Regions from separate parts of the Mus musculus genome. Here all the other regions are linked to region 2. The links are chromatin contacts, called in public Hi-C and HiChIP or PLAC-seq maps. All regions are on one chromosome and are shown on one strand. The core of a region is the stretch at or near the end of the contact, and the rest is flanking DNA. Distances in the headings are between cores, read along the strand shown.

The links. A called contact is a pair of places that touch in the nucleus more often than the background predicts. HiChIP or PLAC-seq counts read pairs in DNA pulled down with a chosen protein or histone mark.
Region 1: a contact with region 2 is called in an HNF4G HiChIP or PLAC-seq map of pancreatic cancer cells. The contact joins the enhancer-like site here to the promoter of Btg2 in region 2. A contact is called at or near these places in 1 of 39 promoter capture datasets (hippocampal neurons) and 5 of 115 datasets of contacts at active chromatin or transcription factors (embryonic forebrain, embryonic midbrain, embryonic stem cells and 1 more).
Region 3: an H3K27ac HiChIP or PLAC-seq map of embryonic stem cells shows a contact between it and region 2, with 3 times the contacts expected there. The contact joins the enhancer-like site here to the promoter of Btg2 in region 2. A contact is called at or near these places in 6 of 115 datasets of contacts at active chromatin or transcription factors (astrocytes, embryonic stem cells, forebrain and 3 more).
Region 4: an H3K27ac HiChIP or PLAC-seq map of stem cell-derived stembryo shows a contact between it and region 2, with 10 times the contacts expected there. The contact joins the enhancer-like site here to the promoter of Btg2 in region 2. A contact is called at or near these places in 3 of 115 datasets of contacts at active chromatin or transcription factors (embryonic stem cells, pancreatic cancer cells and stem cell-derived stembryo).
Region 5: a Hi-C map of B cells shows a contact between it and region 2, with 9 read pairs. The contact joins the enhancer-like site here to the promoter of Btg2 in region 2. A contact is called at or near these places in 1 of 484 Hi-C or Micro-C datasets (B cells) and 4 of 115 datasets of contacts at active chromatin or transcription factors (embryonic stem cells, pancreatic cancer cells and pro-B cells).
Region 6: a contact with region 2 is called in an H3K27ac HiChIP or PLAC-seq map of double positive thymocytes, with 2.6 times the contacts expected there. The contact joins the promoter of Ren1 here to the promoter of Btg2 in region 2. A contact is called at or near these places in 4 of 39 promoter capture datasets (the HPC-7 cell line, HPC-7-derived erythroid cells, cranial neural crest and 2 more), 5 of 115 datasets of contacts at active chromatin or transcription factors (double positive thymocytes, embryonic midbrain, embryonic stem cells and 1 more) and 1 of 9 other capture datasets (embryonic stem cells).
Region 7: a FOXA1 HiChIP or PLAC-seq map of pancreatic cancer cells shows a contact between it and region 2. The contact joins the promoter of Golt1a here to the promoter of Btg2 in region 2. A contact is called at or near these places in 2 of 39 promoter capture datasets (embryonic stem cells and pre-B cells) and 3 of 115 datasets of contacts at active chromatin or transcription factors (craniofacial prominence, neural tube and pancreatic cancer cells).

Annotation. Positions count from the first base shown.
Region 1 is chr1:133,186,183-133,190,322 of GRCm38.p6, reverse strand. It overlaps a transcript of Plekha6 not described here. Among named protein-coding and RNA genes, the nearest start is that of Gm51648, 26 kb to the left of the region's middle. RefSeq lists an enhancer at 830-4,140. Within about 2 kb of position 2,187, at least 105 of the 459 cell types and tissues checked have an H3K27ac peak or open chromatin away from gene starts, as enhancers often do. A contact at or near this core is called in pancreatic cancer cells, where this site is marked.
Region 2 is chr1:134,076,896-134,080,555 of GRCm38.p6, reverse strand. It overlaps Btg2 (BTG anti-proliferation factor 2), which reads left to right and starts at 1,401. Exons shown (of 2, transcript NM_007570.2): 1 at 1,401-1,644; 2 at 2,853-3,660. The coding sequence starts at 1,503. The coding sequence ends at 3,187.
Region 3 is chr1:133,235,707-133,239,430 of GRCm38.p6, reverse strand. It overlaps a transcript of Plekha6 not described here. Among named protein-coding and RNA genes, the nearest start is that of Plekha6, 8.5 kb to the left of the region's middle. Within about 2 kb of position 2,165, at least 124 of the 459 cell types and tissues checked have an H3K27ac peak or open chromatin away from gene starts, as enhancers often do. A contact at or near this core is called in embryonic stem cells, memory CD8 T cells and pancreatic cancer cells, where this site is marked.
Region 4 is chr1:133,396,146-133,399,835 of GRCm38.p6, reverse strand. The region is part of intron 1 of Sox13 (SRY (sex determining region Y)-box 13); the gene reads left to right. Among named protein-coding and RNA genes, the nearest start is that of Sox13, 26 kb to the left of the region's middle. Within about 2 kb of position 1,840, at least 95 of the 459 cell types and tissues checked have an H3K27ac peak or open chromatin away from gene starts, as enhancers often do. A contact at or near this core is called in embryonic stem cells and stem cell-derived stembryo, where this site is marked.
Region 5 is chr1:133,082,510-133,086,394 of GRCm38.p6, reverse strand. Pik3c2b (phosphatidylinositol-4-phosphate 3-kinase catalytic subunit type 2 beta) reads right to left here. Exons shown (of 33, transcript NM_001099276.2): 13 at 1,410-1,577; 14 at 783-894. Among named protein-coding and RNA genes, the nearest start is that of Gm51647, 9.2 kb to the left of the region's middle. Within about 2 kb of position 1,919, at least 77 of the 459 cell types and tissues checked have an H3K27ac peak or open chromatin away from gene starts, as enhancers often do. A contact at or near this core is called in B cells, embryonic stem cells, pancreatic cancer cells and 1 more, where this site is marked.
Region 6 is chr1:133,349,355-133,353,028 of GRCm38.p6, reverse strand. It overlaps Ren1 (renin 1 structural), which reads right to left and starts at 2,355. Exons shown (of 9, transcript NM_031192.3): 1 at 2,232-2,355. The coding sequence starts at 2,323. RefSeq lists cis regulatory regions at 2,400-2,428, 2,423-2,552, 2,491-2,577, 2,942-2,964, promoters at 2,333-2,579, 2,348-3,674 and a silencer at 2,714-3,052.
Region 7 is chr1:133,307,570-133,311,245 of GRCm38.p6, reverse strand. Golt1a (golgi transport 1A) reads right to left here and starts at 1,423. Exons shown (of 5, transcript NM_026680.4): 1 at 1,335-1,423. The coding sequence starts at 1,359.

The DNA of each region.
Region 1 (4,140 bases), core at 938-3,437, 890 kb after region 2:
CCTTTTCTGTCAGAAATGTCTCCCAAAAGCTGGACACCCATAGGCATGGTGCCAAAAACTCAACAGAGAATCTGTGTTCCATTACATTCAACTGAACCTAGCAAGCAAAAGACATTCTGGATAAGATTGGGTGGGGCAAGGGTCTGGATGGATGTTTACTGCACAAGGCTAGCCCTCCTACTCACCTTCCCCACCTGACTCCCCTCACACAAGACCCAGATTCCTTCAGCTTCCTCTTTCTGTATCATTCCTAAACCCACCCCTTCACACCCCAAGACAATAGACGAAAAGCACCCCAGTTCTGGATGCACTCCAGGTCCTCTCTCTGTATCTATCACTGGGTGTGGTGGTTTACAACTTTAATCTCAGCACTTAAGAGGCAGAGACAAGCCAGTCTGTGAGTTCAAGGCCAACCTGGGCTGCGCTGTGAGACCCCATTTCAAAAAAGAAGAGAAGAGAAGAGAAGAGAAGAGAAGAGAAGAGAAGAGAAGAGAAGAGAAGAGAAGAGAAGAGAAGAGAAGGGAGGGAAGGAGGGAGAGGGGAGGGAGGGAATAGCTCAGGATGACAGACTCAGTACATTTGGTAGTTTGAATGAAAATGGCCTCCATAGGCTCTTAGGGTGTGGCACTGTTAGGAGGTGTGGCCTTGGTGGAAGTGTGTCACTGTGGGAGGGTTTTGAGGTTTCAAATGTTCAAGCCAAGCCCAGTGTCACTCTCTCTTCCTGTTGCCTGCTGATCCAGAGGTAGAACTCTCAGCTCCTTCTTCAGCACCATATTTGCCTGCATGCTGCCATGCTTCCTACCATGATGATAATGAACTAAACCTCTGAACTGTAAGCCTGCCCCAATCAAATGTTTTCCTTTTTAAGAGTTGCTGTGGTGGTCGGGCAGTGATGACGTATGCCTTTAATCCCAGCACTTGGGAGGCAGAGGCAGGTGGATTTCTGAGTTGGAGGCCAGACTGATCTACAGAGTGAGTTCCAGGACAGAGAAACCCTGTCTCGATAAAGAAAAAGAAGAAGAAAAGAAAAGGGAGAAGGAGAAGGAGACGAGGACGAGGAGGAGGAAGAGAAGGAGGAGTTACTATGGTCATGGTGTCTCTTCACAGCAATAGAAACCTAACAAAGACAATAGACAAAGAATAGACTGTGAACCTGAGCAATATACCTGTTGAGGTCCCAAGTTGGGGACATGCCTCTGTGACCGTAGCAGATAGAGTGACCGCTGACCCTTGGTTAACCTCACAGATAGGAGCCGCAAGGTCCGGACAGGCAATACTCGGTGTGGAACGTAAGAGAGAGCCTGGGGTTCCTTGCAGCCTCTCTGTGTTTCTCAAACTCCATGTGGTGACTCACCAGTGGGTGTGAAATCAAGAGAAGGGTCAAGGCTATATTTAGAAAACGGTGTGGGGAGCCTTCCTGGAATAGAGCAGGAAGCTGTGGCAAGTGAAGGTAGCATGCTTGTTATTAGAGAAGGATAAATCTCATATCGGCTTCTCAGCAACATCCCATTAGGCGGCACCTTTCAGACTTCCTTAACTGTGTTCAGAGTTCTCACCTGTGTGACTTGCTCTCTGTCCTCAGCAGATTGGAATGCTAAGCTCCTTAGGAGTTAGGAGTCACATCTCCCAAGTGCCAGCCCCGATCCCAGGCTCTACCACCAAACTAGGCTCAGACCAGGAAAGCAGGTGACAGTCTAGGAAGTATCCACCAATGAAAAAGATTAAGGTGGAAAAAGAGGGGACCCACCATGGACAGATGGTGGGGATTCCCATCAGCCCCTCCACTGCAGACTGAGTAGTTATGCGGACTCCCATCAGCCCCTCTGTTTTACAGATGAAGGGGTGGGGAAAGAAGAGCTAGGACTGAGACCTGTGTTTGTATGGCCCTTGCCAGGAAACTCATACACATGTGGGAACATACATGTGAGGGCAGAGACAACACAGCATCCTGTTTTTGCCTTTCTCAGGATTTTCCAATTCCCTAAAGGAAAAAGAAGGCTGGGCACACCCATCTTCCTCTTTGTCCCACCCTATATCCTTCTCCATCTCTTTTGAGGTTGATTTTTTTTTCTCCCTAGCTCAGTACCCCCTCCCCCAAATACCAGCCAACTGGTTACCCAGGCAACTCAGCTGGGAGGCTGCCAGTTACCGTGGCAACCCAGCATGGCCACCGGGCTGTCTTGCATAGGAAGGTCAGGGGACCAACCAGGCTACCAAGCAGCTGGGAGGTTGCTAACAGGACTGGCCCAGGCTGAGAGGCCTACATGCCTGAGGGAATTAAGTTCCTGCTGTCTGGGACCTCTGTTTCCCATGAAGCAGCCTCCTCCAGTAAGGAGCATGAACCACACGCTAACCTCCCTGGTTCTGTCACCCAAGCCTGATCCTGCCAGCCAAACTTTTTTTTTTTGGGGGTCTCTTCTAGTCCTGGTTGGCCTGGAGCTCACTATGTAGAACCCTGTCAGCCAACCTTTTAGGTTTTATTTGTGTGTGTGTGTGTGTGTGTGTGTGAGAGAGAGAGAGAGAGAGAGAGAGAGAGAGAGAGAGAGAGTGTGTGTGTGTGTGTGTGTGTGTGTGTGTGCTCGAGCGCACGCTCTCTTTCACACATGTCACAGTGTGCATGTATAACTTAGAAGGCAGGAGTCAGTTTTCTTTCTTCCACCACGTGGGTCCCAGGTATGGACCTGAGATTCCTAGCCTTGGGAGCAACCCCTTCACTTGCCAAGCCACCCACCACTTTTTTCACTGTCACTGTCACCTCTCACAAGAAACAGTTTCTCAGACTGAGTAGCCACCGGCTGCTGGTCAGCCTGATTCAGGATTCCCCTCTTCCCAACACGCGCAGAAGTCAGCGTATTCGCAATATAAGTGTCTCTACGTGTACTCTCTAGTTCTTGCTACGCTGGTCACACTCTGGGTGTTATTGGTAAAGTTACCTTGATGGAGTACAAGTGTGTTATCTCACTTTGCATATGGAGCCACCAAAACTTGGAGAAATCCAGGGACTTGCACAAGGTCACAAAGCTAAGGTATGGACAGACTGACATCCTGAAACCCCTTGAGTGGCTTACTCCACCCCTCTCCCACCCTGCCGCACCTGGCTTTGGCTACTAGACTTTTTAGACATTAAATGATTATTTGGAGGCTGATTCATCACTCACACTATGCTTCATCTTCACCTCTAGGAAGAGGTCTTTCGTGTTCTTGCAGGATAGCTTAGAACCGAGACCCAGAGGTGTTTTCTGTTTTGTGTTTTGGAGACAGCATCTTGGTATGTAGTCCAGGATGGCCTAGAACTTGAAACCCCCTGAGTGTTGGGATTAGAGGGATGCACTATCACACCAGACTCTAAAACCCAGAGATTTAAAGAAACTTCCCAGGGTACTGAAACTATTTGGGAAAATCTTTACCTGTGAGGATCACCTAACAGGAGTCTCTTTCTGAGCCACGCTATAGAACAGTGGTTCTCAAAGTGTGGGTTGTGATGCCTTTGGGGTCAACTAAGCCTTTCACAGGGTTCAATTGAGACCATTGGAAAACAAAGGTATTTATATTACAATTCGTAACAGTAGCAAAATTACAGTTATGAAGTAGCAACAAAAATAATTTTATGGCTGGGGATCAGCACAACATGAAACTGTATTAAAGAGTCAGAGCACTAGGAAGGCTGAGAGCTGGCTCAGTGGTTAGAGCACTGACTGCTCTTCCAAAGTCCTGAGTTCAAATCCCAGCAACCACATGGGTGGCTCACAACCATCTGTAATGAGATCTGGTGTGTCTGAAGACAACTATAGTGTACGAATGTATATTAAATAAATAAGTATTTTAAAAAATAAGAAAAAATGGCTGAGAGCCACCACTGCTACAGAATATGATTCACTCAGAACAGTCATTTGCCCATCTCCTGCTCCCTTGTAAGACCTTGAATTTTTTTTTAACAATATTGTGGGACCCTGACTTGGGGAAGTTAAAAAGAAAACCACTTTTGCATCCTAGGACCACAGTGGACTACTCCCACCCCAGAGATGAAAAATGTCAGAGGGACTGGAAAAAGAGAAGCCTGGATTCCCTGCCTATCTGTGACTCTAGCAGGTCCCTGAGCACTGCAGTCATCATCTACCAAAACAGCTGTGTGTCCCCACT
Region 2 (3,660 bases), core at 152-2,651:
CAAGAGCAAGCAGATGGACACTTTAGAAAAAGACTCTTTCCGGGAAGGTGCTTTGGGCATGGGAGGGGAAGGAACCCACTGAGATTATTTAGGGATGAAGAAGCCAACAGTCTTGGGACCAGGTCTGAGGAAGCAAAAAGAGGGTCTGGGTGCTATAGGGACAGTGATCAGTAGCTTTGTCTGAAAGGGGGAACAGGGAGGGAGGTAGCTTTAGAGGGAGCACTAGACATTTAGAGGGAGGGATAGAGCATGTGGGAAAAGGGACAGAAGTATTGATGGGAAGTCCACTGAAGAAAAACAAGCAGCAAAACAGACAGTGGAGAGAAAAGGGAAGAGGGAAATGGGGTAGGGTGGATACAGAGGATCCAGGTAGGGAAGCTGGTGGCTCAGACCAGGGATACAGGGAGAGAAGCCTGGCTTAGAACTCAGGGAAAACAGGATTTTACACAAGCCATGGCGCTAAATTCAGGCCCCATCCTGTGCAGGGCTCAGAGATGTGGGTGACAAGTTGCCCCACTCAGTAGTCTGCCTAGCTTCCTGGCACCAGTCCCTGAGCCCCTGCGTGTAGACAAGCCAGACCTGAAGCCTTTCCTCTGGGGAGCTAGTGTTTACAAAAGCCTCAGTGCACAAAAAGGAAGGAAAACAATCAGGGAAGAGGGAGGGGCAGGGAACTGATGGAAAACTTTGTACAATTCACACCAGATTACTTAAACACACACACACACACACACACACACACACACACACACACACACACACACACACACACAGACACTGCCATTTAAAGGAAAGTGAGTGCTGGAAAAATAACCCTACGGACAGAAAATACTCTCCTCGACACTCCTCCCACCAAACAGTGAGAGCTGATTACTTTTAGGCAATTACAGAAGAGGAAGAGCAGAATTTGTTGGGGGAGGTGGAATTATTATGGAAGCAAAAAGAATACAATCCCCATTGCTGAAAACACGAGGAACCCGTTTTGATCAGCTGGGGGGATGAGTGGCAGAGATGTTCAGGTAGGGGGGTGAACGGCTCTGTCAGTGTCTGTCAGGAGACATGGGAGAAATAACATCGGCGAGGGCATCCTGGAGGAGGCAGCAGGCAACCTGGGTTTTGGCGCTGTGCAGAGACGACGTCCGGGCATGCCCGGTGTAGCGCGCTTCCTCTGCCCAGGTCCAAGGCCCTCTCCCGCCTGCCTCCCACAGCACGGGAGTCCGGTGCTTGTTCCCAATAATGACGTCAGTGAGCGATGACCTCAGCGCCTGGGAGGCGCGGGCGAGCTGGCGGGCGGGGCGGAGAGGGGCGGGCGCAGGCGGAGGGGAGAGGCGAGACACCGGAGGGGCACGCCCCCATCCGCCAGCGTCGGCCAATGGGCGCCACCGACGGCTCCCCGCCTCCCCGAGTGGTATGAAAGGCGCAGCCCGGGGAAAGTCCGGGCAGAGCCCGAGAGGTGGCCAGACCGTCATCATCGTTCTAATACAGCTACTTCCTCAGCCACCGGTATGAGCCACGGGAAGAGAACCGACATGCTCCCGGAGATCGCCGCCGCCGTGGGTTTCCTCTCCAGTCTCCTGAGGACTCGGGGCTGCGTGAGCGAGCAGAGACTCAAGGTTTTCAGTAGGGCGCTCCAGGACGCACTGACCGGTGAGCACACGTCGGGGTCTTGGAACCACTCGGGCGCGGCCACTTCTTGCCTGGGGTGTCTTTATCACTGTTCTGTGACGGGGACCCCTACGCGAACAACTCCGGGTCTCAGATGTCTTTCTCTAATTAATCTCTGAGGCCACTGATGGTCCTCTGTCCCTTCGGTTAAGTCCCCGTCTCCCAGCCCTCCAGTCCCCGCCTCGCTCCCGAGGCTCCGACCCTCTTCCTTGAGTACATTCTGAGACCCTGACAACACCATGAGAAAAGTCAGTGTGTGTGTGTATTCAGAGTCCGAGCTCACCCTTATCTCCGAATCTTGGAGAACAACAGACCCTCAGGGGATGTGAAGCCAGGCCAAGCTGTGCGACTTTTATGCGCAATTGAACTTTCTAGACAACTCTTGAGTCCTAGCCACTGTTGCTGTATAGTCCTGAGCCTGTCATCATACAGGCCCATTCTGCCGCGTGTTTACCCGCTGCAAGTTGTAATCTGGGCCCCCTTTGTATTTTTTCTTTTTTGGTCCCTCTTCACCATCTGCCACCTATTGTAGTACAGAAAAGAGCCTGGTAGCCTAGCCAACTGCGAGGGCGGGGAGGGGGTGTGTGTGTTATGGAGGCAGGGTGTGAGGGACGGAGGTGGAGGAGTGATAAGCCACCCTTTAGCCTCTGTCCGCAGCTGTTATAACTGGTTGGTTGCCTTGGGCTGCGATAGCCATCTCTCAACATGTTGGCACAGATCTGAGGACCAACAGCTGTTTCATCAAAACAAAACCATTTTTTATCCCCTTACCTTTGCTAAAGATCTCAAAACTCTTCTGATGCGGAAGGGATGAGAGGCCTTGTGACTTGTTGGGCAACCAACAACATTGGCCGCTTACCTACCGGCTTTGAAATTTCAGTGCCTTGGTCGTCAGAGGCCCTGCCGGTTCTTGCTAGCCCTTCCTGCCTTAAACAGGATTGTGCCAAAAATATCCATGACCACCATAGAGCATCTACCTGAAAGCTCTGGGGCTGCTTTCCAGTGTACAAAAACTTGGAAAGGACCCAGGAATCTTTCTAAGTGGCAGGGGGAGTTTAAGGAGAGGCTCTTAAATACTGTCGCTGAGAAGAGGAAGTCTCCTCCCCAGCCCTCTCCCCTCATCCTCCCCTTGTGGTAAACATCAGAGAATGCTTTCTAACGGCGCATCTTCCTCTTGTTTTTTTCCACAGATCATTACAAACACCACTGGTTTCCAGAAAAACCATCCAAAGGTTCTGGCTATCGCTGTATCCGTATCAACCACAAGATGGACCCCATCATCAGCAAGGTGGCCAGCCAGATTGGACTCAGCCAGCCCCAGCTGCACCGGCTGCTGCCCAGTGAGCTGACCCTGTGGGTTGATCCCTATGAAGTGTCTTACCGCATCGGGGAGGATGGCTCCATCTGTGTCCTGTATGAGGAGGCCCCGGTGGCTGCCTCCTATGGGCTCCTCACCTGCAAGAACCAGATGATGCTGGGCAGGAGCAGCCCCTCGAAGAACTATGTGATGGCCGTCTCCAGCTAGATAGGAGCCACCCGACCCTGGCACTCTACTGTTCTCATGCTGCCCTGACAACAGGCCACCGTATACCTCAACCTGGGGAACTGTATTTTTAAAATGAAGAGCTATTTATACATGTTTTTTTTTTTTTTTTTTAAGAAAAGAGGAAAAAAACCAAAAGATTTTTTTTAAAAAAAAAAGAAAAAGAAAAACAATTCTTTAAAGGGAGCTGCTTGGAAGTGGCCTCCCCAGGTGCCTTTGGAGAGAACTGTTCTTGATTGCATCTGTGAGCCAGTGTTTGCCTAGGGGAATGGGTTGGGGATTGGCCTAGCCAAGGTAAAAGGGGATTCTTGGCTGATCCCCCCAGGAGGTGGTGGAAGGGAGCAAGGTTAGCAACTGTGAATGAGAGGGGTCAGGGTCTGCTCTGGGTTACCGTCCCAGCTGGGATGCCTGTATGCCTGGTCCCTCTCTTACTCAGGGGCATTCAAGCCTGATCT
Region 3 (3,724 bases), core at 916-3,415, 840 kb after region 2:
CCAATCATCTATTTGCCTTCACCCCCTGGACACCTCTGATACCCACACAGGAGCCAGATCAGGTGATCTGCCTCTGCTCTGCTAAGGAAGCTAGAGAGCTGGAGGTGGCCCAGGATGGAAGTTGAGCCAGCCTGGTTTCAGTTATGCAGCGTGAAATTCCCTTCATATGCTCCATCTACAAGCTAACTCTTGCGTTTGTTTGCACTGCATTGAATTTGCATTAGTCTTGAGGTTTGGGGCTCTAGAACAGGCCCACTCCTGATCCTAGCTCCTCCAGTTTCTGCCTACAGAATTCTGGGTGGGTGACTGCACCTCTCTCTGTCTTCTTTCTCTCGGCTGTACAAAGAAGATAATGCCAGGATTTTACTCGTGGGTTTGCTATGGGATTAGAGGAGATTACACCAGTGGCGAACAGAAGACAACTGGCAGCATTTCATAAACATTCAGGGGCTGCCAATGACTGGATCTACCTTGACTCCCTGATGGTTCATCCCTCAGAGATGAAGGCCAGTTCTCAGTACAAAGATTCTTAGTTCAGCACTTTGTCACAGAAAGATGGATGCTTAAGAATTGGTCCAAAGGTGGGCATGATGGCGCACGCCTTTAATACCAGCACTTGGGGAGGCAGAGTCAGGATGATCTCTATGAGTCCTAGGACAACCTAGTGAGACCATGTCTACAGATAAACAAACAAAACAGAGAGAGAAAGAGAGAGAGAGAGAGAGAGAGAGAGAGAGAGAGAGAGAGAGAGAGAGAGAGAGAGATTTGGTTCAAAAGAAGCCGTCCATCAAGAGAACAATTACTAGAGAGAATCCATAACTGTATCCTACAGTAGGATGAGGCAGAAAGATTGCCATGTCTTCAAGACCTGCCTAGACTACATGGAAAGTTCCAGACCAACTGGTAAGACCCTGTCTCGAGAAAGAAAGGGAGGGAAGAAGGGAGGAAGGGGACCCAGAGACCCCCTACCTCAGACCAAAGGATCATCCAACCCAGAATCCTCTTCAGTGGCAGCCAGGGTAAGCAATGCCAGGGGGTCTCGGGTGGGATGCCTGCCCCTAGGAGAACATTTCCTGTGTGCCCCATCTTACTTAGGCATTGAAAAGTAAGTCAGCCCTAGCAATAGCATCCCTGGGCAGACGGAGTTGACTACAAAGTTCCACATTCCAGTGCTTTTGCTGCAACTGCTCAACTGTAGGGTGGGCTGGTTCCTCCTTCCTTGGGACACAGTGGCCGTGAGAGAAGGAATCCCGTTGCCACTAGAGTGAATGAGGGGACAGAGGAGGCCACTGTTAAGTGCTTCCGGGAAATCATCTATGAAAGCTAACTTCTCTCCCCACCTTAGAGATGCAGCTGCAGCTGGGGGGAACGCACTGTAAGAGGAGGAAAGTAGGCACGCACAGAGCTGGAGAGCATCTTCAGGGTGGACAGGGCAGGCCGAGGGCAGGGTGGACAAAGGTCAGGAAGCAATCGATTTAGCCCAGATGGTCCTTCAGTCACAGAGCCGGAACAGGCAATTCTCTAGCCATAAACAGCCACTCAGGAAGCCCCAAACCACACGCATGCACATGTGAAGACTCTGATGAAGTACAGCTGCTACCGGGTGAGCCGAGGCGTGTGGGAGGGCAAAGAGGGAAGGGGGTGGACACGTGTGTTGTGTGTTTCCAGACACGTTGGCTGCAGGAGCAGATTGGGCTTCATGTGACCTGAAGCTCAAAGAATCTGGGAGACTGCAAATACAGATTTATATATTAGATGAAGCTTTGGGAGTGAAGGCTCAATGCTAAGCCCTATCCAGTCTCCTGTGCCCCCCCCCCCCCAGTCTCCTGTGTCCCCCCCCTCCCCCCCCCCACCACCACTGGCATACACCCACATGCTGTGTTTCTCTGAGTTTCCTTGCCCCTGGCTCAGCACCACTTCATTTCCCTCTCACATCAAGCTTGGCTTAATCTGATTTATCTCCGGTGGCAAAGAACACTGAGAATCCCCACACCTGAGGTTAAATTCTGTCCTTCTGCTCAGCCAAGAGCTTGGATTTCGCATGCTCCCTCCCCTTTCCGGTGTGCAGCCTGGGCATCAGAAGTTTGCAGGGTAGAGTCCCTCCCCACTCCACACACTTGCTTTGAGCAGCCCCACCTTCCCCAAAAGGGCACTGAGAAGCCTTCCAAGCTGCCAGGAAGGGTGGAACCTCAGCTCCACCCACTGCCTGGCCCCTTACATTCCAGCCCTGCGCCCAGAGTTTGACCTCTTCTCTGGCTGGCTGCAGATATGTTCTGTTTTAAATAGCCCAGCTCATGCCCTCCCAGCCCCCCCCAGACCATCCTCTGGTCTGCACACACACGCACATGAGCACGCACACTTACTGGCTCCAGAAATGTCAGGCAAGATGAGAGGGAAGAGTATCTGCAGCACCCTCCATAGCAGCCCTTAGAACACAGATCCTAGTGGGCCTGCCTCCTCCTGCCTGCTCAGTCTGCTACACACATGGCCAGCCGAGGAGAGGGGCTCAGGGCCTGGAGGAGGGACAATGGGCAAAGGAAGCTCTGTACTCTGGAAGCTTCTCCGGTGTTATCCCAGGTCAGTGGGGTGGGTAAGCACAAGGCCATTGCCACCCACAGAGAAGCCTCCAGGTTCCTCCCTCTCAGCTAAAAGAAAAAGTAAAAAACTTCAGAGACAGGGTAGAGATGAAGACAGTCACATGGACTGTGTCACGAACTGTTGAACATACCCTTCCTACTCCCTGCTGCAATGGGGCTCGTCTGGGATGCACCATATGACCTGTAAGCACATCCCTCTGGAAAAGCAAGGCTTGTCTAGATGTGAATTGTATGTGTGTGTCCGCCCACCCTGCCACTTCTTGTGCAGTCAAATGAAGGCCCCGTGTCTTCTTTGCTGTTTCTTCAGATGAGGGGGCTACAGTCTGTGAGACATGGTTCCAAATTCCCAGGCCTAAATCCTCATGGTCCCATAAAGAATTAATTCCATAGTCACTCCCTAAACGGATTTTAACTTAGGGCAAACAGGATGACTCTGTCTTCCTCAGGCTCCGAGGAGTGCATGGCAATGGGAGGGTTCAGTTATACTACAAAAGATGGAATTTAGTAAGTTCTGAGCTTCCCAACTACAAGGCTTTGAGATGTTCCTTCCCTGATGTCTGATGGAACAGCTTAATCCGCCCTTTACTAAAAGGATCCCATTTTACCAATGGGCAAAGGAAGGGATCAAACGAACAGCCTTCAAAGTCTGCATTCTGGGTCCTTTCCAGGCACAGGGAATAGCCACGCTTGGGCTCCTTCAGTCACACTGTCATGCTTCAGTCACGAGCCTCCTGGACCTTGAGGTCAGGCAGGAAAAATGCCAAAGCAAGCTGTCATCTTTGATCAGAGAAAGCTCTTTTTGCAGTGGTCAACCATGACTATAGAGACTCACAAGGTCAAAGTACTGAGAATAATGGCTACTGAATGCCCACTGTAATGAGACGTGCATATTACCCTCTCCAGGGCTATCACAGGAGAAGGGGCAGAAAGTGTGTGAGAGCTGGAGGAAGGGGTGGGGGCCGTGAGAAATTCTGACTTCTGGGCAGGACAGTGGCCAATGCACTCTTGACCTCCCAGCAGCTGTCATTACCTGCACAGAACTGTCAACACCCTGTCGTGGAATTTATATATGGTTAACACTGACGGTAGAGGGAGAACATTTCCTTCAATATATAGCCAGTGGCAAA
Region 4 (3,690 bases), core at 591-3,090, 680 kb after region 2:
TGGGCTTCCTAGGAGAGAAGGAAGGTAGAGGAGGCGCTTACTGTTCAACCTCCTTGTTGGTGGAAGGCCTCTGACTGTAGTTCTGAAGTAGGGCTATCCCAAGGAGCACACACACTTGACTTCTCTAGGCCTCGCTATCTCCATTTATCTAAAAACTGGGATGCTGGACAGGAGGGAGGGCCACAGATAACACAGGAGAACTTCCACTGAGCTGGGTGCTGATGAGCGGTATCTGATTGATGGCTCCTGGCTAGGACTTGGGGTTACAGAATAGGGTAGAACTGGGGGATCCCATAGTTGTCTCCTGTGCACTGAGGGCTTTGGGTTTGGGGAATCTGGAAAGAGGGAAATCCCCTGAGAAGGCATGGCATGCGTTTTGCAAGGAAGGCGTTATTAAGGAGATTGATAGGGTCTTTAGCCCCTGGAGAAGAAGGGGCTTCAGGGAGGCTCCTATCAGGTCTATAAGAAAGCGCTTGTCCCAGCAGGGGAGAAAGAAGGAGGAATGAGCTCGCTCTGCTACTGCTGGTGTCCTTCACACAGAGGAAGTACAGGGAGCAGCATCAGTCTCCCTTGCTCCAGGCACTGTGCTAGGACCTGGGGCTACAGTGATAAGTGTAAGGTGCATGGGTCAGGTTCCCAGGCAATGGGGGAGAGCCAGAAACATCCTCAGGCATTCTGAGGCATCACCAGCTGTGATTGGTCCTTTGAAGACCAAGTTCAAGGTACCTTGAGAATGTAAAACAGGCACATTTGATAGGTTACCTCTTCATCTTGGGTTCTCTTATCCCCATTGTGCAGTGCAGGGAGTCCCAAGATGCCATTTCCTGATATCAGATAACCCTGTGTATGACCTGAAGGTATTGGGTGCGTATGGGAAAACTGGAAAAGGGCATCCACGGGAGAAGATGGCCTGAGGGACACGCTGGAACTCAAGTACGTGCTGCTGTGTCTATAGATAGATAGATAGATAGATAGATAGATAGATAGATAGATAGATAGAGATGAGATTGGCTGTGCTGCTCAGTGGTAGAGTACACACTAGGCTGGTGAGGTCCTGGGTACAATCCCCATCGAAACCCCAAACAAACAAAATGATAAAACGAATTAGGTGACTCTTGGGTGCTGAGGCAGGTGGATCTGAAGGTCAGTTTGCTCTACACCGTTAGGCCCTGTCTCAGGGAAAGATATTTTAAAAAAAGGTGAGCTCAATGTTTTGTCTAGTGCTAGGAAAATGGCTCAGAGATTGAGAGTGGTTACCGCTCTTGCCAAGGACAAGTGACCAGGTGGCTTACAACCACTCACAGTTCCAGCTGTAGCTCCAGGGGGATCTGATGCCTCTGCCTTCAGCATGCATTTATGAGTGCACACACACACACACACACACACACACACACACACACACACACAATTAAAAATAAAACAGATCTTTAAAAGATGTAAGAGAGGAACAAAAAGAGAGGATGTCCTATCTAACCTAACCCATCAGTTTGTACCCACAACTCGTTAGCTTTGGGACCCTTGGTGTGTTTGATACGGCACATTCCTACCGGCACTAGCTGCATTACTGGGGCTCAGTAGCTAAATGTAGCCAGTAGGGCTGGTTCTGGGCAGTCAGGACAGGCAGTGGACTCTTCTGTTTCCCCCTCAGTGGGGTGGATGGATGGTCACCACGTCCAGTGGGGCAGCACTTGGCCTCGGCGTTCATCTGACCGTGCTCTCTGGCTGCGGTGGCTGTGACTGCTTGCACTGAGGTAGGAGTTGGAAGCCCAGAGGCTGGGCCTAATGAAGAAGAAAAGCCCTTGGGATCCAAGTGTGGCCAGAGGAGGCGACCTGGTGGCAGCCAGTGGGTGTGGGACAGAGGTGGCTGAGAGCCGAGGGATCAGAAGCCCACAGGCCTTCATTGTGCGCCTGTCACACTTCCTCTGGCTTTATTGCTTTTGTCCAACACCCTATTGTCTGGTTTCCTTTTGTCCCGGCTTTCAGCACCACTGCCTTTTATTTTCCAGCCAGCCTGGTTGTTTTCATTTCTTTTGTCTGAAGTTCCTGAGAGGAAGGTTTTATTTTCAGCGGTTTGATTAATTCACAGCTTGAGCCCGGGTTTGTTTGTTATGTAATTGTTGCCCTCAGCTCCGGGGTAATACCCCGCCCCCACTCCTGCCCCCTGCGGGGCCTGGCTCCCAGCCCCTCCCCAGCCGGATGGGCTGAGCTGCCTGCTTTCTGCAGGTTCTCCAGGCACCCCCAGAACCCCTGGGCCTAACTGGGCTGGGGTCTCTTTTTTTCTCTTCATCCAGGTGAGATGGGGGACCTCTGAGGGTCCACTAGCCCGCTCTCGCCCTGCTCTCTCTCTTCTGGGTTGCTGAGGCACCAGGTGCTCAGAAAGTGGGTGGGGGAGTCTGCTGTGGTCTGATCTGAAGGGTGCAATCAAATACATACGTGTCAATTATAATATTCTTGTAACTGGTCTTAAGACACCTTATGTATGTGTTCTGTTGTATACAGAACTGTAACATTATATAATTGAGTCCACAGTGCCAGAGGGGTTGGTGTAAGCTATAGACTACAGTATACCCTGTACCGGGTTGATGTGATGGACAGATGCACTTGTCCCTTTATTTTCGCTCCACTGTGATCTGAAAGTATAAGATGGAAAATTCTACACGTAAATAATTCATAATGGGTTTTTCAGTTGTCTTGCTTTAAATGTGTTTGTTGTGTGTGTGACAGGGAGGAGGTATTTGGCGTGTATGGCAGTCAGGTGACAATTCTGGAGTGGTTCTTACCTTCGACATTTTTTGTTGCTCGAGCTCAGTCAGCCAGGCTTGCACTGTTGGGCAGCAAGCGCCTTTGCCTAGGAGGCTTCTTGATCTTGTTTTGGAGTTTTTAAAACAGCCTCATGAGCCCAGGCTGCCCCTTAACTGTTATGTAGCCAAGGATGACCTCAAACTTGTGACCTTCCTGTCTCTACCTCCTGAGGATCACAGGTGTGTACCACCAATTCCAGCTTTTGTGGTTGTTTCTTGAGATACTGTGTCTCCGTGTATAACCTTGGCTGTTCTGGAACTCACTCTGTAGACCAGGCTGGCCTTGAACTCAGAGATCCGCCTGCCTCTGCCTCCCAAGTGCTGGGATTAAAGGTGTGTGCCACCACCTGGCTGTTAGGTTTGTTTTGGCACACCCAGTTAGGTATAGTGCTGGGGACCGAGTTTAAAACTTTGTACATACTAGGCAAACACTCTACCCCTGAATTACATACACTCCTTTGTCATACTCAACAGCGGCCCCAACCTGAAGTCACAGGAATGCTGGAATCCCAGTGCTTGATTGGACAGTCTCATCAATTTAAGAACACTTAATTTGCCATGCAGAAAATCCGGGTTTGGTTCCCAGCACCCACACAGTGGCTCATATGACCTGTAATTCCACTTCAGGGGATCTGACGCCTTCTCTGGCTTCCGTGGGCACATGCATGTGCACAAAAATTCACTCAGGCATACATACATCCACATAAGAGGTGAAAGTTCTCCATAGAGGGAAAATTGTTTGCTAAAGTTGATAAAACCTAGTGAGAAGACACCGACTGTGGGATGGTGAAGAAAGGAAAAGGATTTTGTTGTTTTTTTTTTTTAAAGATTTATTTATTATAAAATAAATATGTGAGTGTACTGTCTCTCTCTTCAGACACACCAGAAG
Region 5 (3,885 bases), core at 670-3,169, 990 kb after region 2:
AAAAAACCCCAAAACGAATCAAAAATGAACAATGGGGAAGGTAGGGAAAGGCTGAGTTGAGATGCTTAAGGAAGACAGGATAGGCCCCACTTCAAAACCCTGAACGGCATTGACAGGGCAAGCCACTGAGAGTACCCAGGCTGAAGCTGGGGACCTCCTTGTGTGGTCCCAGAGGCATCCTAGCCTGTCTGGATCTGGTAGCACACAGTGAGTGAAGGCTCTATTAACTCTAGGGCCTGTGATCATCTGCTCTGAGCCACCAAAACATACATCCTCCTAAAGTGGGCATCAGAGCTGAACAATCCGGTTCGGTTCTCTAAGGGGCTCTGCTCTCTCACTCAGCACCTGACCCGTACCGGGCAGAGCCAAAGGTAAAACCATCTGCTAATGGAGTTGTATTCTGGATCTTTCTTCTTCACTGTCTGTTGGTTTTGCCACCCCCTATTCCACACCACAGCATCTCATGGGCTCGAGAAATGGGAATCACAACCAGGATTGAGGCAGCTTCTCTCCCACCCTCCCTCCAAAGAGAACATGTCCCTTGAGTGACTAGTGGGAACACTTTCCCTTGAGCCCTAAGAGAAGGGAGCGCCCAGCTGGATCTGACCTAGAAACATGAGGTCTCAAAGCAAGGGGAGCCATGGGTGGAGAAGGCCTCAGACCTAACTTTAGAGGATGCTGTGAAATTGAGGGAGGGGGATGTCTTCGACTCATGCTCTCCCATTTACTGAGATGCTTGGCCACATCTCATCCCATGCCCAGAGTTCCTAGCTGGGTCTCACCTGCAGGATAACACTGTCTGGCTGGTGGAAATTAGGCGCACTCCAGCGGGCACCGGAGTTTTCCTGTGTCGCTGGCCACAAGCCCAGGAGCTTTCGACCACAGGTCAAGACTCTAAGGCAGAAGGAGGGTAAGATGAGCCAACAAGCGGTGCCTACGCTGGGGGTTTCTCTCCTGCTCTCTTGTCCCCAAACCTTTTCTAGTTGAAGCTTCTCCCCCACTCCTGTCCCTTGGATTATCCCCAGAGGCCACAGGTCTTACTTCAAGCTCTAGGAGGGCTCCCATGGCAGAAAGCCTCTCTGAGCTTGCCACTCAGGTGACCCTTTGGCAGGGGTGTCTCCGTGCCTGGGTAGATGACCTCTGAAGTCCTTCTGATACAGGACCCCGTGACTTGTTACAGGGATAGTGTTTTCCCACGCCCCTCCCCCACCTGCCAGGTTACATCAATAGTCCGGGTCACCAGCTCTGTGCATTGACTTCTCTACAGGGATGGGGACCTCTGGGCTTCACAGTGAGCGCCATGTGGCCAACCCTTCTCAGGGAGTACCGAGTATAACTACCAGGCTTTATCTCCATCCCCCTTGCTCCCTTCCAAGGCTAGAAGCTGTTCCCCTGGCGCTCACACGTACTGCCTGAAGTTGAAGAGAGGGGTAGTGACCCAACCCAGAGCTTCAGGCACCCGCTTCTGCTTATTCGCTTCAGAGGAACCCCCAGGAGGGGGAACGGGCAGGGCATAGAGTGTGGCACACAGCAGAGTCTCCCGAGGTAGCCTGTTCACCTGCACTGGAAAGCAGATCCTAGGAAACAAGGGGATCAAAGTCAACAGCCTTGGGGGGGGGGGCTGGGGGCGGGGGGTGTAAAGTACAAGCAGAGAAGCAGCCTTCCACTCGGGTGTCACATATGTCCCAAGGCATGCCTCCCAAGGGACCAGGACAAGTCTCAAGAGCCTCTCTAGGAAGAAGCACCAGGTTCTCTGTCCCACCTTTCCTAGCCCCAGGGACCCCCCAAAACAGAGTCATGGGAAAAAAGAGAAGGGGCTTTTCAGAGAAGAGTGAGAAAGGAAACAGGCCAGGCCAAGACACGCATAAGCAGCATAAGCAGCGCTCAAGGCCAGATGTTCTTCACGGTCCGCCCTGACGGGGCCACACCCAGCCACACCCTCTGAGTTCAGGGTAAGGAGATTTGGGTGTGGGGAGGTGGAGAGAGCTGAGGGGCTGGGGAAAAGAGAGCCAGGGCCCACCCTGTTACCTTTCCGGGAAGCTGTCCCTGGGCCAAAGTCCACACTGCCACACCCTCCTGGCTGGCCCTAGGCCCGACTGCTGCTACACCCAAAGGGCACAGAGGCAGGGCCGCCACCCCCAAGGTCAGAGGTCACAGATAAGGCAGCCTCCCTCTTCACTGCCCCTCACTCCTGGGGAAAGTCTCCACTCAAAGAAGGCACTCAGCAGCCGCAGACTGGCACAATCCGGCTCTGCCCCAGCTGCTTCTACCCTGGGGGCCCCACAGCTATAATTAGGGCCCCTTCAGCAGCCAGGGGATATGCCAGGCTGGGTCTGGCCGGAGGTGACAGAGCATGGCTGCTGGGCCTATTTTGAGAGCAAGCTGATCCCATGTCCATCCAACTACAGTGGGAGGGAGAAGCAGCTGACCCCACAGCCAGGGAGAGGAAGTTGGTCTGGTCATCCAACAAGAGGAAGAGCTGACCCGTGGTATGGCCGTAATCCCAGCTCTTGGGAGGCTGAGGCAGGAGGACGGCTGGGATTTCAAGGTCAATTTAAGTCTGCATGAGTATGAGACCTTGCCGTGGGAAGGAGAGAAGGAAGGAAGGAAGGAAGGAAGGAAGGAAGGAAGGAAGGAAGGAAGGAAGGAAAGAAAGAAGGAAGGGGCAAACTGCCTTACTGAAACCATAATACAGAGAAGCAGGCAAGGCCTCCCCTTCCTCAGGTCCCAGTGTATCTGGGATTCCAATATGACCTTTCTAACCCTATGCCTCGGCTTGGTCAAAGGAACCACTACTTCTCCTGAAGAGCTGAGTCTTCTGGCCTAAGAAATTCTCCTCTCGGTGAGCCCTTCTCCAACACTATAGCACTGGGGCTACTGGGGTTGTGAGGTGCTGGGTGGGGCTCCTGCTTGGCCACTCACAATCTTGAGCATCTGAACTGACAGCTCCGCCCTTGGCACGCTCACCAGGAGAAGAGCAGCCTATATAGTTTGGGTTCTTTCTGCTGTGTGATATTAGTTATTACTCTGGACCTGGCTGATGTGACATAGATAGCATTTTCACACAAATATCCCCCTGGGCATTAGTCACTGCCAGCCACCTGGAACAGAGAAACAGGAACTGAGACGGTCAGAGCTTAGATGATGAGGACAGAAAAGGAGAGTGCATTTGCTTACCAAGCAGTAGATGGTGGACCAGGTTTGGTCTCTTTCCCTTTCTCAGTCTATCGCTCCCTCTCTCTGTCTCTCTTGTCTTATCTCATTATTTCACTTAGGCTGGTCTTGAACTCGTAACAATCCTCTGGCTTTAGTGTTTTAAGTGCTGGAGTACAGGTGTGGCACCCCATGCTCAGCTATCCAAAGTACTTTCCTATTTATTGGTTTGTTTCATCTTTGCGCCACTCATGAATCTAGGCAAACTCTCTACCACTGAGCAAGTTGTTTTCTTAGTGTCCTAACAACTCTGCCAAATCTTGGAGAGCACTCCTAGAACTGCCTCCATTGCAGGCTGTCTGTCATCTACTGAGGATGGCTGGCTCAAAGTTGAGTCCAGACCTTCAGCATGTCATGCCTTTTCCCACATGCCTTGGCCTTCATTAAGAAGGACTAAGAGGCTTGTGTGGCGGTGCAGGCCTTTAATCTCAGCACATGGGAGGCAGAGGCAGGTGGATCTCTGTGAGTTCACGGCCAGCTTAGTCTACAGAGTGAGTTCCAGGACAGCCAAGGCTACATAGAGAAACCACCTCCCACAGGGCCTGGTCCTGCGTAACAAGGTAGAGATCTTGACCCTAGCATGGAAGGACACCCACGTGGGAGGCTGGGCTGTGTCCATACCTCATACTCTGTCAGGGACCAGGTCCAGTGCTTAGTGAGGATAAGAGTCTC
Region 6 (3,674 bases), core at 1,106-3,605, 730 kb after region 2:
GGGTGTGTTTTATTTCCCCACTCTTCAAGGGAGGAAGACAGGTCTATTCTCCACCATTTCCTGAAAAGACCCATGCTTTGCTGTTCTTTATGACCCTTCCTCTTTTAGAAAACCTCTATGTTGTGTGGTAGGGCATGACATTAGTTTCAGTACTCAGGAGGCAGAGGAAGGCTGATCTCTGTGGGTTTGAGTCCAGTCTGGTCTATATAGTGAGTTCCAGGCTCCATAATGAGGCTCTGTCCCAAAAGAAAATAAACATAAAAACCCCCTTCTATTCCTCTCCTAGATCCTTAATCTTTCAAGACATGACCTGAGCCCATACCTAGATGCTCTCACCAAGGATCCCAGCCAATGGGTCCATTTCCCCTGAGTGCTCTCCACAAGCCTAGCCTACAGGGACAACGGGGATAGAGCCACCTGATGCTGAGGGCATGCTGCACGGTTCTGAGCATTCACTAACCTCTTCGTCCTCTGGCACCTTGATGGTTGTCTTGCCTAGTCACAGCTCAGGCTAAGCGTGGAGGCTGGACATTGTGTGTATGTAAGGCAACGGCCTTGAGAAGAAAGCCCATTGCTCAGCCCCTCAAGGTGACTTGCTCAATACTTTACACAGAGCAGGGAGCACAGAACCCCACGCCCTCTAGTTAGTCCCACACTCTCTGCTGCATGCTGGGAGCAAGATGGCGGGACTTTGGAAACAAAGACCAGTGGGTCCTCAGACCTTCCTGGAGGACATCCCTAGGATCCCCATCTGCAACATGGGTGCTGATGTCTGGAGACTCAATTTAGGATGAAAGCAACCCACCAGCTCCTAAGCACCAAGCAGATTCACAGCTCTCACTGCCTCGACTCTTTCAGGACTTCCTCATCGTAGTCCCCAGACCATTGCTGGGTGAGCCTTCTCTTGCCTCTGCCCTGCTCCTGCCTCAAGAAGCCTTGTTCCCACAGCCCTAGAACTGCACTAAATGGCTGTTTCATCCTCCCTCGTGGGGCTGCCAGGAGCCTTCCCTTTCCTACACTCTGTGGTAATCCATGCTGTAACCATGGCTTCTTACACCGTTCCCCGCCTGGCATCGGAAGTGCTATGCGTATCCTCTCATCAAATCTTCAAAGCAGCCGGTGAAGCAGGCTCTGCTTTCATCCTGTTTTTGAATGGCGGACTGAGGATTGGTGAGATTAGCTTGCTGCTTACCCTCATCTGTTGCTAGTGAAGCTTTTCAACCCAAAATTTTCTTGCTTCTTTATTTTAATGTTTATTTTTCTCCGTAGCATTCATGATTTCCTTTAAGGGCCAAAAGCCATCTAATGTGCTTCCCCGGGTCAAATTAACCATGCTGATTACCGTCATCCAATCCTTAACTGACAACCAGCTTCCTTTTGCAGACAATCTGTTACTGCCTATCCCAGATACACAATTAACATGATATTTTCCTCCTTAGCCACCCAAAGCAGACTTAAAGGATGCCTTCCAGGACTACATTCCTCAAACACCCTTGCTTTTCTAGGATCCTAACAACGGGCCAGGATGTGCTCCCAAGCAAACCATTGCAGGCTTAACGTTCCCCATCCACCCTATGCAGACATCCTGCTGCTAGGGTTCTGCTCCTCTGCTGTGATTACCCCACAGGTTTATCCCCACAAAAGAAAAGGACAGTGCCTGCAGCCACAGATCCAGTAGAGACAGCGCTGTCTCCTGAGACCTGCAGACCACAAAGCTGCCTTCCTCCAGACACCTCATCTGACGGAAGACTCCCGAGACACACGCTGAGATCCAGAGACACGAGCTGAACCCCACAGAGGACAGACTTGAGGTCTTCCAGCTACAGATGAACTCTCTCGCCAAAGCCAAAGGGCTGCTGAACTTGGGGGAAGTTACATGATCGCAAGGAAAACTTAATGTCTATCTAGATTAATTAACTGATAGTCATGTTACTCCTTTGGCCTACATGTTTCTTCTGATACTTCCACTCCACCCAAAATTTTTACCACAAATGACACAATCACTCCAGTGACCCCTCCCTTTTAAAAAAGTAGTAGAAGGGGGAGTTGTGGTACCCCTTAATTATGGCCGTCCACTAGGGCTTTCGGCTAGTCCCTAGGATTGTCAGAGCAGGATCATACATCCCTGACTGGCTGGCCAAAAGGACTGGATGATCCAACGTATAGACAGCTGAGGGCGTTAGTAAGATGCCAGTTCCTGTACCCTGCCACCCCTTCTCTGCCCAAGTTACCGTTCAAAGGTAGCGGTGCGTGTTGGGAGACTGAAGGTGCAAGGACTCCAGAGCAACAAGAGTGCCCAGAGAGGCATCCTCCTTCTGTCCATCTGGTTCAGCCAAGGCTTTCTAAGAGCTGTGTAGCCCAGACCCCCTGAGCCTTCTTTTATACACACCATGTATCACAGGCTCTGCTTTGATTTATTACCCCAGGGCCTGTGGGACCATGAAAGGCAGCCTGTTTTCTGGCCAAGGACCCAGCTCCATAATTCTGTGGCCATCAGTCATGTAGGCTGTCCAGACTCCACCCCCAGAGTTACCTGGCTGCTTGCCTCCTCCTCTCTCTCTTGTCTCTCTCCTAAAGCTCTTGTTTTCTTACTCTTACCTTTCGCTCTCCTTCTCCCCCTTCCTTCTTCATGGCAATGACTGGCTTCTACTTCTCTACCTTCTCTCTCTCTCTTCTACAATAAAGCTCTAAAACCATAGACTACCTCCTTTCATCTAGACTCACCATGCTGGAGTCATGGAATAGGCCTTCCCCTGAAGAGCTTTATCTAATCTCCCCCAAGAAGGCCTCCCAGCATTTCCAGCTGCCAGACCACCCAGTGCCTTCCCCTGCTGTCTGCCCGCCCAGTCTCTCTGAGCTCTGGTGAGTCTCGCCCACCTCCTTTATTTCCCCACGCCAGGTGCCCAACAAGGCCCATGGCAGGGCAGCTCTGATAAATCTTAGCCTGTGAGACCAAGCTAGGTAGGTATAGGATAAGCAGGACCTGGTCACAGAGCAGAGTGGTGGCAGGCATGGGGGTGTGGGAAGGGTGGCTGAGCCCAATGACTCTAGAGTCCCTGTTTGGCCTGGCCCCGCAACCTCTAGCTTAGACAGAGTCTAATGAGGAACTGTGCTGTTCAAGCATGAGGTCAGGGTACAGACAGCATAGACCCTGGCTTCAAACCTCTAACTCAGACCCTACCACTCATGCCCCTGAGCCTGCATCTTCTATATTAACCTTCAAATCACCCCTGGCTGGCTCCTCCTAGGCTCTGCCCTAGTCTTCCATCTTGATCATGGGTGATTCCTTTTGGCTGCTGCCTAGTTGGAAAAGTAACCTGTCATCTAACCTCTGGCATCAGGGAGAGGGGTGGGGTGTCCCCTCCTGGGGTTAGTGATAGTGGACAGAAGGGTAGCTCTAAAAGAAAGGAGGTCTCAAGCGCAGCTGGCTTCCAGCTGACCCCCTCCTACTGGCCCTTCACTCCCTTAGACCTATCCTTTTGCCCCCTTCCTTCTTCCCTGTACCCTCTCAGAAGCCTGGCAGAGCTGTCGAAGTGACCTGACCCTGGCTGGCAGTATTTACTCTCCCTAAGGTACCCACTCTACCCTTCTTCCTGATTATTTCTCAGGGACCACTTCAAATGGCCCATCAATTCTACAAGGGAGACCCTGACATCATGGACGGTCTTCTGCTG
Region 7 (3,676 bases), core at 174-2,673, 770 kb after region 2:
ATGTTTCTCTTTCTGGACAAGTCCCTTGGAGTTCAGACCCTTACCCTCTAACTCCCTGCCTGAAGTCTATCCAGGATGTCTGAGACAAGGGCGCCCAGCCCCTTCAGACCTGGCTCCTGCTTCCCACTTCGGCTTCTTTTCTGGGACACTCCCCAGGCACCAGAGAAATATTCTTAACTTTTATCCTTCCATATCTCCACTCCAGAAAATTCCTCCACACAGGCCCACAGGACCACTTCCTATCTCTGTACGGCTCACATCCTGGCCCTGTCTTCTCTCGCCTTGGAAGGGTCTCTTCATTGCTGCTCCATCCTCTACAGTCTACTTTACCTCAGCAGCCAGAATGAGCTTTTCATATGCTCTAACCTTTGCTGTCTACACACTGGTCCAGCATGGGCTAATACAGTGGTCCAGCATAGGCTACCTTTCTGCCTATAATGTTTCAGCCACACCAGTCTCTTGGTTGGGGCTCGCACACCGCAGATGCAATGTCTCAGGACCTTTGTGCTGGCTGTTTCCTCTTCCTGGAACATTCTGCCTCCAGACGGCTGCATAGCCTACCTTCTCACTTCCTGTAGTGCTCTGCATTAATGGCCCTTTGCAACAAAGCCTTCCCTGGACAGAGGATATGAATACCCTCACACGCATTCACATCCTTCAAACTCCACGGCCCCTTTAAGAGTAAAGAGTTTTGTGTTAGGCTGGCTCTTGTTACTATGTGACCTGCTAGGCAGTCACTTCTTAAGGTAATGGCTGCCTTCCCTTGCTAGAAGGTAAGCAGAGGGCATGCCTGCCTTAGTCTTGATATTCCCGTCTGTACTGGCACAGTGCTTGGCACAAAGCAAATGTTACCATAGATTCACTGAGAGAAAGCAGGCTCAGAAGCTAAGCAGCTCAGCCAGTGAGACCTTAGCTCTCCCCTCCCTGTGGACAATCGGCTCCTCCCAGGCCACCTCCTACCTAATTCCCCTAAAGGAAAAGTAGGGATGTTTGGGGTGAGGATACAGACCCAGAGCCACAAAAGACCTTGAGGTTTTGGGGTGATGTCTGAATGGGCAGAGGCATCCAAGTTCTCAGAACTATAGGTGAGATGGGCTTCGGCCTGCTGTGAGTTTGCCTCGGGTGGCCCCACCCTCTACAAGGCAGAGGTCACACCTGCCCCGCCCCGCCCCTGCTGCTTCGAGGATGCCAACAGAGCAGCTTCCAACCGCTGGCTCCAGAGGTCACATCTGTAGGTCCCAGCAGAAGAACCAGGTTGGGAAGAGCGAGTGTTCACTCACCCTAGTGGGGACCCCTCCACAGCCCCACGGGCTCCCGCCAGCCAGGCCACTCACTCTGCCACTCGGTGATGGAGATCATGCTTCAGTCCACGGGGGGGCCTTCCTGGTCAGCTGGCTAGTGGAGAGCCCAGAGGACCGAGCCTGAGCATGTTCCAGGGTGGCTGACCCTTGGCAACAGGGACAGAGCCGCAGGTAAATCATTAACTCTCACCCTCCCACATTCCCCACACAAATGGCTACTTAAAGGTACAGACCTGTTCTGAAACTAACATTCACAAAGTTCTTGCTGGCCCACCTCCTCTGAACAACGTGGGAATGGAAAGGCAAGGGTCTGGGCACAGCTGGTTTTCTCGGAGAGGTGGAATGGCGCCCCGGCCCTTCGGATTTTATTTTTATTTTTTTTAAGACTATCTCTCCTGCCTAGACTGGAACTCACTATGAAGACCAGGCTGGCCTTGAACTCACAGAGATCCACTTGCCTTTGCCACCCCAGTGCTGAGATTCAAGTCATGTGTCACCACACCCAGCTTTAAAATGTGCTGGTTATTTATTTATTTATTTTGGTTTTTCGAGACAGGGTTTCTCTGTGTAGCCCTGGCTGTCCTGGAACTCACTCTGTAGACCAGGCTGGCCTTGAACTCAGAAATCCCACTGTCTCTGCCTCCCAAATGCTGGGATTAAAGGCGTGTGCCACCATGCCCGGCCTATATATTTATTTTGTTGTTTTGTGCTAGCACACGTGAGAGATACTAGGGGCACAGACTCATGAGTAAAACTTATATCAGACCTAAGGGGAGTCAGATTTATATAAACCAAGGGTGTAGGTGTCACGTGGAGTTAGGCAGCAGAGACTTCAAGTTCCTCCCTGTCCCTCATCTCACCCCGCCCCCGCAGTGCCCTGATGGGGTGGTGAGGTTGAGCAGGTGGAGAATTGTTCTCAGGAGAAGACGAGATAGATAGGGAACCTGTGTCGATCCACTGAGTAGCTAGATAGACATGGGCACATCATTCCGTGTTCTGCAAGCCTGGCGAAGAGGCAGATGGGGCCTCAGGGGCCAGCCCAGCACTGAGGACCACTTGCTGCTCCTGCAAGGGAACCCAAGAAAGGCAACCAGGAGTGGATCCCCTGATAGCATCAGACAAAGATAGAGAAACCAGGGTTTATATAAAACTTTAAGTTTAAAGGGTCAGGCCTGAAGGATAAAGGCGCTGTGAAAACTCACATAAAGCTGGAGGGAGGGATCCAACGCCACAGAATTGTCCTCTGACCTCTGCATACAACGGAACATCTTTAAAAATTAAGGGAAAATGTAAAGAGTGGAAAAATACGAAAGTTTTTAGTACTTTTTTTGAGATAAGGTCTCACTACATAGTCCTGGCTGTCCTGAGACTTGATATGTACATGAGGCCGACCTGGAACTCACAAAGATTTTTCTGAACTCTGCCTTCTGAGTGCTGGAATTACAGCATGTGCCACCATGCCTGGCTTATCATTATTCATTTTAATTATATGTATGCATGTGTGTGTGTGCACGTGCATGTGTGTGTGTGTGTGTGTGTGCAGGTACCTGTTGAACAGGAAGCTTTAGAGCTGAAGTTAGAGGTGTTGTGAGTTGTCTGACGTGGGTGCTGGAAACCAAATTCAGGTTGCGACCCTTTAATACAGCTGCTCATGTTGTGGTGAACCCCCAACCATAAAATTGTTTTGTTGGTACTTCATAACTGTTGGTTTGCTACTGTTAGGAATTGTAATGTAAATATGTGACATTCAGTATATCTGATGACCTGAGGGGGTCATGGCCCACAGGTTGATATCTGATATTTGGGATATCTGATGTATGACCCCTGAGGGGGTCATGGCCCACAGGTTGAGAGCCACTGGCTTGAGAACTCTCTTCAATGATTCTGGGGTGCTCTGCTCACCTTGGGCAGATGCTTTGCAACCAGTGTCTTTGTTTTTCAGCAACACAGTCTGACAACACTGAAAGAACTCTCGATTGCAGGAACTGTTATAAACTGCTATAATAATAATAATAATAATAATAATAATAATAATATGTGTTGCCAGTACACATATTATTTGATAATTTCGAGACTATGTCACAGTCCATTGAAGTTTCTTCACAATAATCTCACAGAGGTGCTTATGAAACTTATTCTAAAAAGCTTAAAACCCCACACAAACATTTTAGTAGTATGATGAATTGACATTGAATAAGCTTATATGAGAAGCGCTTTTTAGCTCAGGCATTGACACTCTAAAGAGCTTTGCCGAGGACCAAGGCAAGTCTTATTTTGGATGTTTGTGCTGCTCAGTGCAACAACGAAAAAGCTAGCCAGGGATTTGCTGTCCATGCTTGAACCAGCTAAAGGCTCTCTTGCAAATCTTCTAAACA